Regions from separate parts of the Hordeum vulgare genome. Here region 1 is linked to region 2. Evidence: chromatin contacts called from public Hi-C data. All regions are on one chromosome and are shown on one strand. The core of a region is the stretch at or near the end of the contact, and the rest is flanking DNA. Distances in the headings are between cores, read along the strand shown.

Evidence for each region. Hi-C and Micro-C count contacts between places; a contact is called where the count stands out from the background.
Region 1: a Hi-C map of leaf shows a contact between it and region 2, with 7 times the contacts expected there. The contact joins the promoter of LOC123403290 here to the enhancer-like site in region 2. A contact is called at or near these places in 2 of 6 Hi-C or Micro-C datasets (both in leaf) and 1 of 1 datasets of contacts at active chromatin or transcription factors (embryo).

Annotation. Positions count from the first base shown.
Region 1 is chr6H:170,047,242-170,053,464 of MorexV3_pseudomolecules_assembly, forward strand. LOC123403290 (receptor-like protein 2) reads left to right here and starts at 2,293. Exons shown (of 1, transcript XM_045097241.1): 1 at 2,293-4,837. The coding sequence starts at 2,384. The coding sequence ends at 4,636.
Region 2 is chr6H:169,470,478-169,475,954 of MorexV3_pseudomolecules_assembly, forward strand. It overlaps the pseudogene LOC123405265. Among protein-coding and RNA genes, the nearest start is that of LOC123405263, 220 kb to the left of the region's middle. Within about 2 kb of position 1,689, at least 2 of the 3 cell types and tissues checked have open chromatin away from gene starts, as enhancers often do. A contact at or near this core is called in leaf, where this site is marked.

The sequences.
Region 1 (6,223 bases), core at 1,043-3,542, 580 kb after region 2:
AGGTACATCTCTTTGTCTAACCCACAAGATTTGTCTTTCTTTACGCATCGGTGATGTATGAGGGAGACCATGTTAGCGAAAAATGATTTATCATTTCTTTTCTTTTCTTTTTTTGCAGAGGCCTTGCCTCTTTTTTCTATAGGGAGCCGGAACCCTGTCTCTTTGTCTAACCCGTAATATTTGAACCTCGATCTTGTTATTTAACTATTAAAGGCCTACCTTACTTGTTGGAGCGGTGCTTCATTCTGCACATTGAAGGCAATGGATCTCGATGGCGTGGCGCCCTGGTGATTAGGCGTCTGATATGCGAGGATGGACTCGCGCAGGAGGGCGGCGTTGTCTGGCGTCGCGGTGTCGTCGACGGCAGCTAGACCGGGCAAGGTGGATGCGTCAGTATAGTTCTGAAGATGGATTGATGGCAGTTAGCGGCGGCGACCTGTGAGTGTGCGCCGGACCGATGGGTGCCCCATATCCGGCAGGTGGCTTGGTTGGGGCATCAGGTCTTAGATGTTAGGTTTGGCTGCGAGGTCTGTTTGGTATTAGGCCCAGACTATCAGCATCCCTTCATCAACTGTATAGAAGTAGCGACATATGTTGTGTAGACGGTGGCTTCAGTCTTACTGATGTATTACTTTGTAAGGTCTTTATGAATAATTAATACTCCCCCGTCACGGTTTAGAAGGCACAGTTAAACTTGCGTGCGTTTTCAAAATAGACAAGGTTTAAGACGCGAAAGCAATTACTCTTATTAATTAGTACTAGTACTACTCATGCATGCGCCCTCTCAATTTGCTGCTCACGAAGTAGTACTAGTATTTTCTCAGTTGATTAGACGCATTAGCATCTACACCTACTACATCTCACAACCAATCAGTTACTACCTTGGTCCCAGAGATTTTTCAAGCGTGCCTTCTAAACCGTGACGGAGGGAGTAAAATGGTTGCATGCATCGCTCAGATGCAGAGGCCGGGGGTCTTCCTCCTTTTCTAAAAAAACACCTTACTTATCGGGATCATCATTCCTTATGATGAGTAATGCTACATCTATAAAGGTTTGACGTAGAGGATTATGATTGGTAACAGAGGGATGAGGGGTTCCACCCCACTGAAAATCAAGAGGAGAGAGAAAATTACTTTGGAAGGTTAAGGTTGCTCCCAATGCTCCACTTTGGATAGGTGTTAAGCATGTCAACAAGGCAAAAAATCCTATGTGGCAATCTAATTAAGAAGAGAGAGAGAAGTTTGGTGTCCTTAGAAGGAAACAGTGCTAGTCACGGGAACCTATGCAAAATATTAAAAATAAAGGGAACTAGCCTATGCATGCAAGACTTTAGTTGCTAAACAATTAAATAGGGCAACTTTAGCAACAACAAACTAAGCACCAATGCATTGGAGATTATAGTTGCTTAACATATTTAATGCTCTTAGCACCTCACTTAGCGCCTTTGCATTGGAGGAAGCCTAAGTACTCCCTCCGTTTCAGTTTATAAGTCCGGCACGTGTATGTAGGTCGTCAATTTGACCGACTTAATGAGAGACATATATTACAAAAAATACATCATTGAAAACTTTAGATGTTTTATTTTTTAATGATATAATTTTTATGTTAAACAATATATTTCATATAAGTTAAATTGACGACCTAGGTACACGTGCATGTCTTATAAACTGTGACAGAGGAAGTAAAACTTTGTAGGTCTACCATTATTGCTTTACAACCGTGTCAAAATACTTACACTGTAACTTAAATAAGGAGAATCGAAGACGATCTACTATATTCACGGACACATGGGTTCGGCTGTAGATGCTCCAAGCGTTCACAGACACATGCCCATCAGCTGAGGATCTTCTCCTTCCAAGTGTGGAACTGTGACTTTGTGAGGTGGACTTGTACAAAGCAATAAGAATTTGTGGTGGACTTTTGTACAAAGCAATATGAATTCCAGACCTCCACAAAGTCGTAAAGTGGTACGCGTGCAGTTGCAGTCTTCAAAGTCTGTTGTCATGCTCCTGTACGTCATAATAATCTGAATATAATTTGTAAGAGAAGATTGCATCTGAGTAGCAGCAACCCTTAATAGCATCGACACTCGATTTAATACGAAACATTACTAGCCACCTGTACAATGATACATGACATATATGCACACCCATTGAAATACAGTGACACTACTTAACACGAAATATTATTAGCCACTCAACTACCAGTGAGACACCGCTAGTCAACACTCGACTTAACACGGCATATTATTAGCACCTCAGAAAGAAACATAAGGTCGCGTCAAAATGCATCACCAAAAATTTCAAACAGAAAATATTCAACAAAACTGACAGAATCCGAATGGACAGCTCTTATATTTTATTTAGGAAATGGCAGTTTAGAAATGCTTTCGGAATGGACAGTTTCTGGAGACTGTCAAACAAAAATATTCAGAATGGCCAGTTCCACCACAACACCATGCAGCCACTGTTTTTCATACAAGAAATTTCACATGCCTTCACTTGGCTTGGCTCTCGTGCTGCTGGTCTCTTTGGTCTCTCCGACCAGCTCCTGCACCGAGCAGGAGAAGAGCTCCCTTCACCAGCTCCTCGCCGGGCTCTCGCGGGACGGCGGCCTCACGGCGTCATGGCGGCATGACACTGACTGCTGCGCATGGGAAGGGATCACCTGCAATCAAGATATGAAGGTCACTGATGTTTCGCTGACTTCTCTAGGCCTCGAGGGGGCCATCTCGCCGTTCCTTGGCAATCTCACCGGGCTTTTGCGCCTCAACCTGTCCCGGAACTTGCTAACCGGTGGCTTGCCACCGGAATTAGTGTCATCCAGCAGCATCCTTGTTCTTGACGTCAGCTTCAACCGCCTGACAGGAGGCCTGAGCGAGCTGCCATCTTCAACCCCTGCAAGGCCTCTGCAGGTACTCAACATCTCAAGCAACTTGTTTACGGGCAGTTTACCATCGACAACATGGGAGGCGATGAAGAGCCTGGTTGTTCTTAATGCCAGCAGCAACAGATTTACTGGTCAGATACCAACTACCCCATGTGTTAGCGCGCCATCTCTTGCTGTGATTGAGCTCAGCTTCAACCAACTCAGTGGAAACATCCCTCCAGGACTCAGTAATTGCTCGGCGCTGAAATTGCTCAGTGCTGGCTACAACAACCTCAGTGGTACACTTCCAGATGCACTCTTCAAGGTCACCTCATTAGAGCACCTCTCGTTACCAAACAATTGGTTAGTAGGGGATCTCGGTGGCATCACCAAGCTCATAAATCTGGTCACCCTTGATCTTGGGGGGAATGAGTTCAGCGGCAACATTCCAGAGTCTATAGGTGATCTGAAGAGTTTGGAGGAGCTGCATTTGGAACACAACAGCATGTCAGGGGTGCTGCCAACAGGTCTAAGCAACTGCACAAATCTTGTAACAATTGACCTCAACAGCAACCAATTTAGCGGTGAACTTACCAAGGTCAACTTCGTAAGCCTGTCCAATCTAAGAAAACTAGATCTTCTTTTCAACAACTTCACCGGCACAGTTCCAGAGAGCATATACTCCTGCAGCAAGCTGACTGCACTACGGCTATCTTACAATCCTTTCCATGGTCAATTGTCAGAAAAAATAGGCAATCTGAAGTCCCTCTCATTCCTATCACTTGCTAATATATCTCTTACAAACATCACAAGAACACTTCAGATCCTTAGCAGTTCCAGGAGCCTCACCACCCTTTATCTTGGGTTCAACTTTCTGCATGAGACCATGCCAGAAGATGTCAGCACTGATGGTTTCAAGAATCTTCAGGTTCTTTATATAAATCATTGTTCATTGTCCGGAAAAATACCTGATTGGTTATCAAAGCTACCGAATTTGGGGATGCTATTTTTGCAAGGCAACCAGCTAACTGGACCGATACCTGAATGGATCAGCAGCCTACATTTTCTCTTCTGTCTAGATATATCAAACAACAGCCTTACAGGGGAAATTCCGAGTGCCTTAATGGAGATGCCAATGCTAGAATCAGATAATACCACTCCACCAAAGGTCTTCTTTGAGCTGCCTGTTTGGAACAAGAACAAATTTATGCAATACCTCATGCCCAGTGCTTTTCCTAAAGCGCTTAATCTAGCCATGAATAATTTCAGTGGTATGATCCCGGAGGAGATCGGACAGTTACAAGGACTCTTTTCACTCAACTTGAGCTCCAACAGATTATCTGGACAGATACCAGAACAGATCTGCAACCTCACGAACCTGCAGATGCTTGACTTGTCTGATAATCATCTCACTGGTACAATTCCAGTTGCACTGAAAAATCTGCACTTCCTTTCCAGATTCAACATTTCTAATAATGACTTAGAAGGCTCTATTCCAAACGTGGGCCAGTTTAGCACGTTTCCAAATTCTAGCTTTGGTGGAAACCCAAAACTGTGTGGCCCTATGGTTGCAAACCATTGTGGTTCGGCAGAAGCTGGTCTTGTCTCCATTGACCCCATAAAACAGAATGGTAGTGAGGTCATCATCTTCATGACTGCCTTCGTTGTTTTCTTTGGAGTAGGAGTCCTATATGATCAGAAAATCTTAGCTAGGCATTGGCTAAAGACTTGTAATTGTTATCATCGCCCAAGCTGTGACATGATTTAAATTGTCCTCAGTTCAGCAAGACCACCAAGTCAGTGGCTCCAGCCCCAGCAAGATCAACATCCCTGGTAAACTCGGTATCTTAAGTTATTGGCATTCAATCTGTACTCCATGTAAATGAAAATGGTGAGGCCGACCGCTCCTTGCTCCCGCGACAGGGGCAACCTAGGGTTTCCGCCCTTCCCCGTCCGCCGCCGCCGGCCCTCCCGCCACTGCCGGCCGCCGGTCAGGCCTCCCTCCCCCTCCCCGCCCCCGCCCCCGTCCCTCCCCCTCCTCCCAGATCCGCCCTCGCGCCGCCTTCCCGGGAGGTGGCCGGGGCGGCACGCAAGCTCCTCCCCCACGGGCATTTTCCTCCATCGTCTCCTCCCCCGCCGCCGGCGGCGGGCGCCCCCGGTGCTGGCCCGGGTGGTGTCGGCGGCGGCGGGCCCTCCTTTCCTCGCGCGCGCGTTCCCCCTTCCCGGGGCAGGGGCGGCGGCGGTGCAGCTAGGCCGGCTGCGGTCAAGCGACCCAGTGATGGTGGCCGGCGACGGGTGAGGTAGCGGCGCTGCTCCTTGGCGGCAGGGCGGCGTGGTGGTGCGGGGTGGCCGGCGGCGCTGCTCCTTGGCCTGCGGGCCCCATCTGGGTCCTAGTGGGCTGGCTCCCGGCGTGGCTGCGGTGTCTTCTGCATGGTGGTGAGGCGGAGCAGCTTGGCCAGGGGGCGGCATTGCCGACGGCATGCCTGTTGCAACGTGATGGCGGGAGCTTTACGGGGGGGTCCCGGCCAGGCCTGTGGGCCCACGGGCCTGGTATGCTCCTGCTATTGCATCCGGTCGGCTACCGTCGTTGACGGTGGAGGTTGAGCCCTCCCGCGTGTCGACAGTGCTGCTGCTCCTTGTCCCGGCTCCTCTTCATCGCTGTGCAGGCTTCTCCTTACGGTGTCGTGGTGAGACAGCGCAGGGGTCTCAAGACCGTGTTGGTATAGGGTGTCGGTTGGTTTGGTGGCTGGCTCCGGAACGCCCGACGTGCAAGTTGGGATCGGGGGAAACCCCTGTCGGCCCGGCCGACACTGATGCGGTGACGCCCTTGGGTGTCCCCGAACCTTCCTGGAGGGCGTCGGGGCTACCCTTCCTTGCGCCACATCGCGTACCGGGGGAAACCCTTGGCAGCAGCGTCGTCATCGCCGCATTCCTTCTTGGAGGTGTTGATGGGTACCGGCGCTTCGGAGTCCTGGAGCTTGATGGAAGACTCTTGGTGGGCACGGCGGTCGCGAGTCTTTTGTGTTTTCTGTCAATCCGCCGGTGTCGGCATTTGCTTCTTTTTTATTTTCTTTTCCATTTCTTTTGGGCGTGACTGTGTTGTTTCCGCCCCAGCACCTATCATCGGATGTTCTGGTTGGCTGCTTTGTAATACAAAGCGGGGTGAAACCCTGTTTTCATCGTCATGTAAATGAAAATGATTAGCGAGTGAGCTACATCAACAGTGTTTAATTGTATTGTTTTTCGAGATTGTATAAACAGTCGTTCACTATTTACTTTGCTACACATGTGAAAGGTGATTGAATGTTTATCCAGGATCACTGCTGAGTACATATCATATAAAATCTCCAGGGAC
Region 2 (5,477 bases), core at 439-2,938:
CATCGATTTACAATCGTTATTTCTATGAAACTTGATGAAGATTGTCACTCCTATTTTGATATAGGACTTTGGCCAGAAATTTCGAAGTTTTATGTACTCAAAGCTGACACTAAAATTGCGTTGCACCTAAAAGATCCTAGCCATACAATAAATTCTAAATTCCCCGATGACATCATCCGTCCATACTTTGTAGGAAGTAAGTGTTCTTTCTAGTCTATGCATGTTGACTTGCGTAGCAATATCAAAGTAACTATGTAGTATTTTAGCAATCAATTAGGATTTTATTTTCTGAATTTGTTAAATCTGCTCCTACCTACTCCATCCGTTCCTAAATATAAGTCTTTTAAGCGATTTCACTAAGGGTCTACATACGGAGCAAAATGATTGAATCTATACTCTAAAATATGTCTATATACATCCGTATATAGTCCACTAGTGAAATCTCTAAAAAGACTTATATTTAAGAACGGAGGGAGTAGTAACTTGTACTCCCTACGTCCCAAAATAACTGTCTCAATTTTGTACTATCTCTAGTATAAAGTTATACTAAGCTTGAGACACTTATTTTAGGACGGAGGAAGTAATTACCAACGCACTACTTTTTTGCCCTGATCTAGCTACATAATCACTATTCTCCCACTTCTATGCTCATGACACAAAGTGTTGCCGTCGCCGATACTCTGGCGCTGGAGGACGAGGTTGCCAACAAGTGGAGGCAGGCCGAAACACAAGCGCCTCTGGCAGGCAGCCTCCACGATGATATGTTGATAGTGACCATCTCCGTGCTCCCAATCGAAGATGGTGTGTGCACAACCGTCCTGTCCTGACGATACATTTGTGCAAACTCAGCTGCCTTGCTTCCTTTCCTCTTCCATGCACACATCATCAGTGGCACAACGCACGCACATGCGCAGCAATGGCAGCAGATCCATACAGGACGATGAGCATCAAGCAAGCACGCACAGCTGCAGCAACAACAAGTCCCCTGATGGCCGCCTCCCTCAACCTCCAATGCGGCCCAACTCATACTCAACTCGTCATCAGTGTGCCCTTCCTATTTCTCCTACTCTCCTCACCGTGCCTGCAGTTTTCCCTCCTCGTCATGCTCCGGATTGAGACTACCTCATCCATCACCAACACGTTCTCTTTCCTCCCTACAATCCCCATTGACGCCTCACGATTTGGATTCCATGCTTCCTATCTTCCAGATCTGGGAAGAGCAAATCCCTAGAGTTGCCATGCCTACTTGCCGCCGTCCTGGATTGAAGCCATCTAATTCATCCCCGATCGGTCCCTTCCTCTATCCTTTCTCCTATCAGCTGCCCACCTCCTCGTCCGGTCTCCGTGGCCGCTTTCATCCATATCGGGGGAAAAGGCGGTTCCCCTGACGTGAGGCGTCGTGGGCACGCGGCTTGGTGGACTCGACGGCGTAGGCTGGAGAACCCAAGCACGTCGGTTCCTCGGAAGGATGCCTTCGGCATGCGTCCTCGCATTCCTGGTCACCGAGGCCGCCGAAGGCGTGTGGTGACGGTAGAAAGAGGGCCATTGCAGGCGCAAGAAGATGGGCGGTGCGAGAAGAAGGGGAAGGGAGGATCGGCGGCGCATTTGCTGGGGATCTGTTCTTGTCAATATGGGGCCAGAGAAGAAGTCAAGAAGGAAATGTCGGGAGGCACGATTTGGGTGGGAGACGGGTAGCGCCGCAACGATCGGCAGACCACGGCCCGGCAGAACATTTGATCTGAGATGTGGATTCATATGGCACACCATTGCATAATATAAGCAGTTGGATGTGTTTAAGTTGATTCGATCCGAGGGTTCTGGTTATCCTGTGTACAGTTTGATGTGTAGTTTTAGTAGAATTTATGTTTGCTCTTTTAACAGTAGTAGAGAGTATGTGACTTTTCCTTTCAAATTGATTATTTTCTGAAATTCAATGGAATCTTTATTTAATTTATGAAATTGTATCCAAATCGAAAAACTTTTTTTCGGAATTGGTGAATTTTTTGAAAATCGATGAACATAATTTAAAATTCGTAAACTTTTTTTCTGAATTGATAAAAAAATTGAAATAGGTAAACTTTTAAAAAAATCGGTGAACATATTTTAAAATTCATGAACATTTTTAAAATAAATTACCTGTTTTAAAAAATTGTTGAACTTTTTTTTCAAAATCGACTAGTTTTTTGAACTTCTGAAAATCCATTAACATATTTTTTTAAATGTTTAACTTTTTTTCATAATCATTAAACTTTTCGAAAATCTTATTAATTGCTTTTTAATCCAATGGAATTTTAATGTACCTTTTTGAATTCACATTTTTGAAAATCAATGAAAAAAATTGAGTCTGCAGCGGAGCGCCAGGAGATGTTTCATTAGCTGGTCCAGCGAGGGACACTGCAGACGCCAAATTTATGAAATTGTATCCAAATCGATGAACCTCTTTTCGAAATTGGTGAACATAATTTAAAAGTCGTAAACTTTTTTATAAAGTGATAAAAAAATGGAAATAGGTAAACTTTATAAAAAAATGTGAACATATTTAAAAATTCATGAACATTTTTAAAATCAATTACCTGTTTAAAAAAATTGTTGAACTTTTTTTTCAAAATCGATTAATTTTTTGAACTTTGTGAAAATCCATTAACATATTTTTAAAAATGGTGAACTTTTTTTTCATAATCATTAAAGTTTTCGAAAATCTTATTAATTGTTTTTTAATCCGATGGAACTTTAATGTACCTTTTTGAATTCACATTTTTGAAAACCAATGAAATTTTTTCGAGTCTGCAGCGGAGCGCCATGAGATGTTTCAGCAGCCGGTCCAGCGAGGGACACTGCAGGCACCAAATTTATGAAATTGTGTCCAAATCGATGAACTTCTTTTCGAAATTGGTGAATTTTTTGAAAATTGGTGAACATAATTTAAAAGTTGTAAAAAACAATTCTAAATTGATAAAAAAAATTGAAATAGGTAAACTTTTAAAATAATCGGTGAACATATTTTAAAAATCTTGAACATTTTTAAAATCAATAACCTGTTTTAAAAAATTGTTGAACTTTTTTTTTCAAAATCGACTAATTTTTTGAACTTTGTGAAAATCCATTAACATATTTTTAAAAATGGTGAACTTTTTTTTCATAATCATTAAACTTTTCGAAAATCTTATTAATTGCTTTTTAATCCGATGGAATTTTAATGTACCTTTTTGAATTCACATTTTCGAAAATCAATGAAATTTTTTCGAGTCTGCAGCGCAGCGCCAGGAGATGTTTTACCAGCTGGTCCAGCGAGGGACACCGCAGACGCCAAATTTCTGAAATTGTATCCAAATCGATGAACTTTTTTTCGAAATTGGTGAATTTTTTGAAAATCGGTGAACATAATTTAAAATTCGTAAACTTTTTTCTAAATTGATAAAAAAAATTAAATAGGTAAACTTTTAAAAAAATCTATGAACATTTTTAAAATAAATTACCTGTTTTAAAACATTGTTGATTTTTTTTTCAAAATCAACTAATTGTTTGAACTTTGTGAAAATCCATTAACATATTTTTGTAAATGGTGAACTTTTTTTCGTAATCATTAAAATTTTCGAAAATCTTATTAATTGCTTTTTAATCCAATGGAATTTTAATGTACCTTTTTGAATTCACATTTTTGAAAATCAATGAAATTTTTTCAAGTCTGCAGGGGAGCGCCAGGAGATGTTTCATCAGCCAGTCCAGCGAGGGACACTGCAGGTGCGAGGAGCGCGAACCGGCGCCTGCAGCATCGTATTGAAAGGTCCCGATAGGAGAGCCCCTATACCTCGCATAAAGTGAGTCTAGTATCTGACTCGCTGCAGCGCACGACGATGTGGCCGGTCCAGTTCACGGTAGGTACACTGCCTCCTTTTCTTTTCGGTTCTTTTTCATGTTTTTATTTCATTTTTTGATTCATTTTTTAAGCTTTTACTTACACTTCTATATATTCTAAACATATATATTAAAAACATTTATTTTTCATAATAGTTTAGAAACTTTTAATCATGTTTTGAAAAATGTTGAATGTGTATACAATAGATGTTGACCATGTAACAAAACAATGATGAAATTTCTTGATCATGTATATAAAATGATAACTAAGCATTTAAAATATCTTAAATAAGTATTTGAAAAATATTTAAAAGTACTTGAAAAATGTTAAATAAATACTAAAAGTGATTAACAAGAATTTGAAAAATGTTGAAAAGTATTAAAAATATCAAACAAGTATTTGAAAAATGTTAAATAAGTATTAAAAATGTTGAATATGTATATGAAAAATATTGAACATGTATTTAAAAGTGTCTAGTAAGTATTTAAAACTTGTTGAATCAATATTAAAATAATAAATAAGTATTTAAAAAATATTGAATAAGCATTCGAACAATGTTGAAAATGTATACAGAAATTGTTGATCACTTATTAAAAAAACATTTTTGACACATACGAAAATGTAGAGTGGAAATGAAAACAAACATAAGAAAAAGAAAAAGGAAACAAGAAATGGAGAAGGAAAACGAAGGATGGTTGTTGTGACACGGAACGTTGGCATGTCATCCTTTGAAAACAATGAGAAAAATCTTTGAAAAAGAAAGCAATGAGAAAAACAAAAGTAAAAGAAAGTAAAAAATAAAGAAAAGGAAAACTCCCTTTTAAAACATTGTTTGTCATTTCAAGATGGATCCTTGTGAAAAATTTGAGCTTATTTGAACAAACCATGGCAGGAATGTGGCCATAACATCTTCATAGCTAGAGACTAAATCTTGTAAAACTCTGTGGATTATCTCTAATGAAATAGATGCTTTTTCAGCTATAAATGTTTTTGAAAAAAGAAAGAGCAACCTCAGAGGCAGCTTTAGTTCGAATTTGACATGCTTCTTAATGAATCGACGAGACATTGTCTTTTTCACGAGAACTGGATGAAAAGCTTTTGACACCCAACCGTCTGGTCAATTGTATATTAAATACGGCCTAATGTTTAAGAAAATTAATTTGGTTCAATTTTGCAACAAATATTTGCTATGTTCTTAAAAAAAACGTATTTGGGAACTCGAAAAATGGAAAATAAATTTTTTGTGCAAAGAAAATAAAAAATTTCGTAGGCAACATTGTTTTCCATTCGAAGATGCACCCTTTCGCAAAATCTAATATCATTTTAGCAAACAATGCCATGAATGTTGCCATGAGAGTGACCATTTGCCTTGAAATCCGTGGATGTTCATACACGATAGCTTGTTTTTCACAATACTTTTTTAAGACATTTATCATAGTCCAATTTTGTTGTTATTTCGGGAAACTAGGTTACATACAACGAAACAATGCGAAGGTTTTAATATTATTTTTAATTTCTTATGTCCGTTTCAAAATGCGATCAAAATGACGTGCATGACCTTTTGTAGCTAGGGGTTGAATCTTGCAAAACAAATTGGAGTATCTCTGGCGAAATATATACT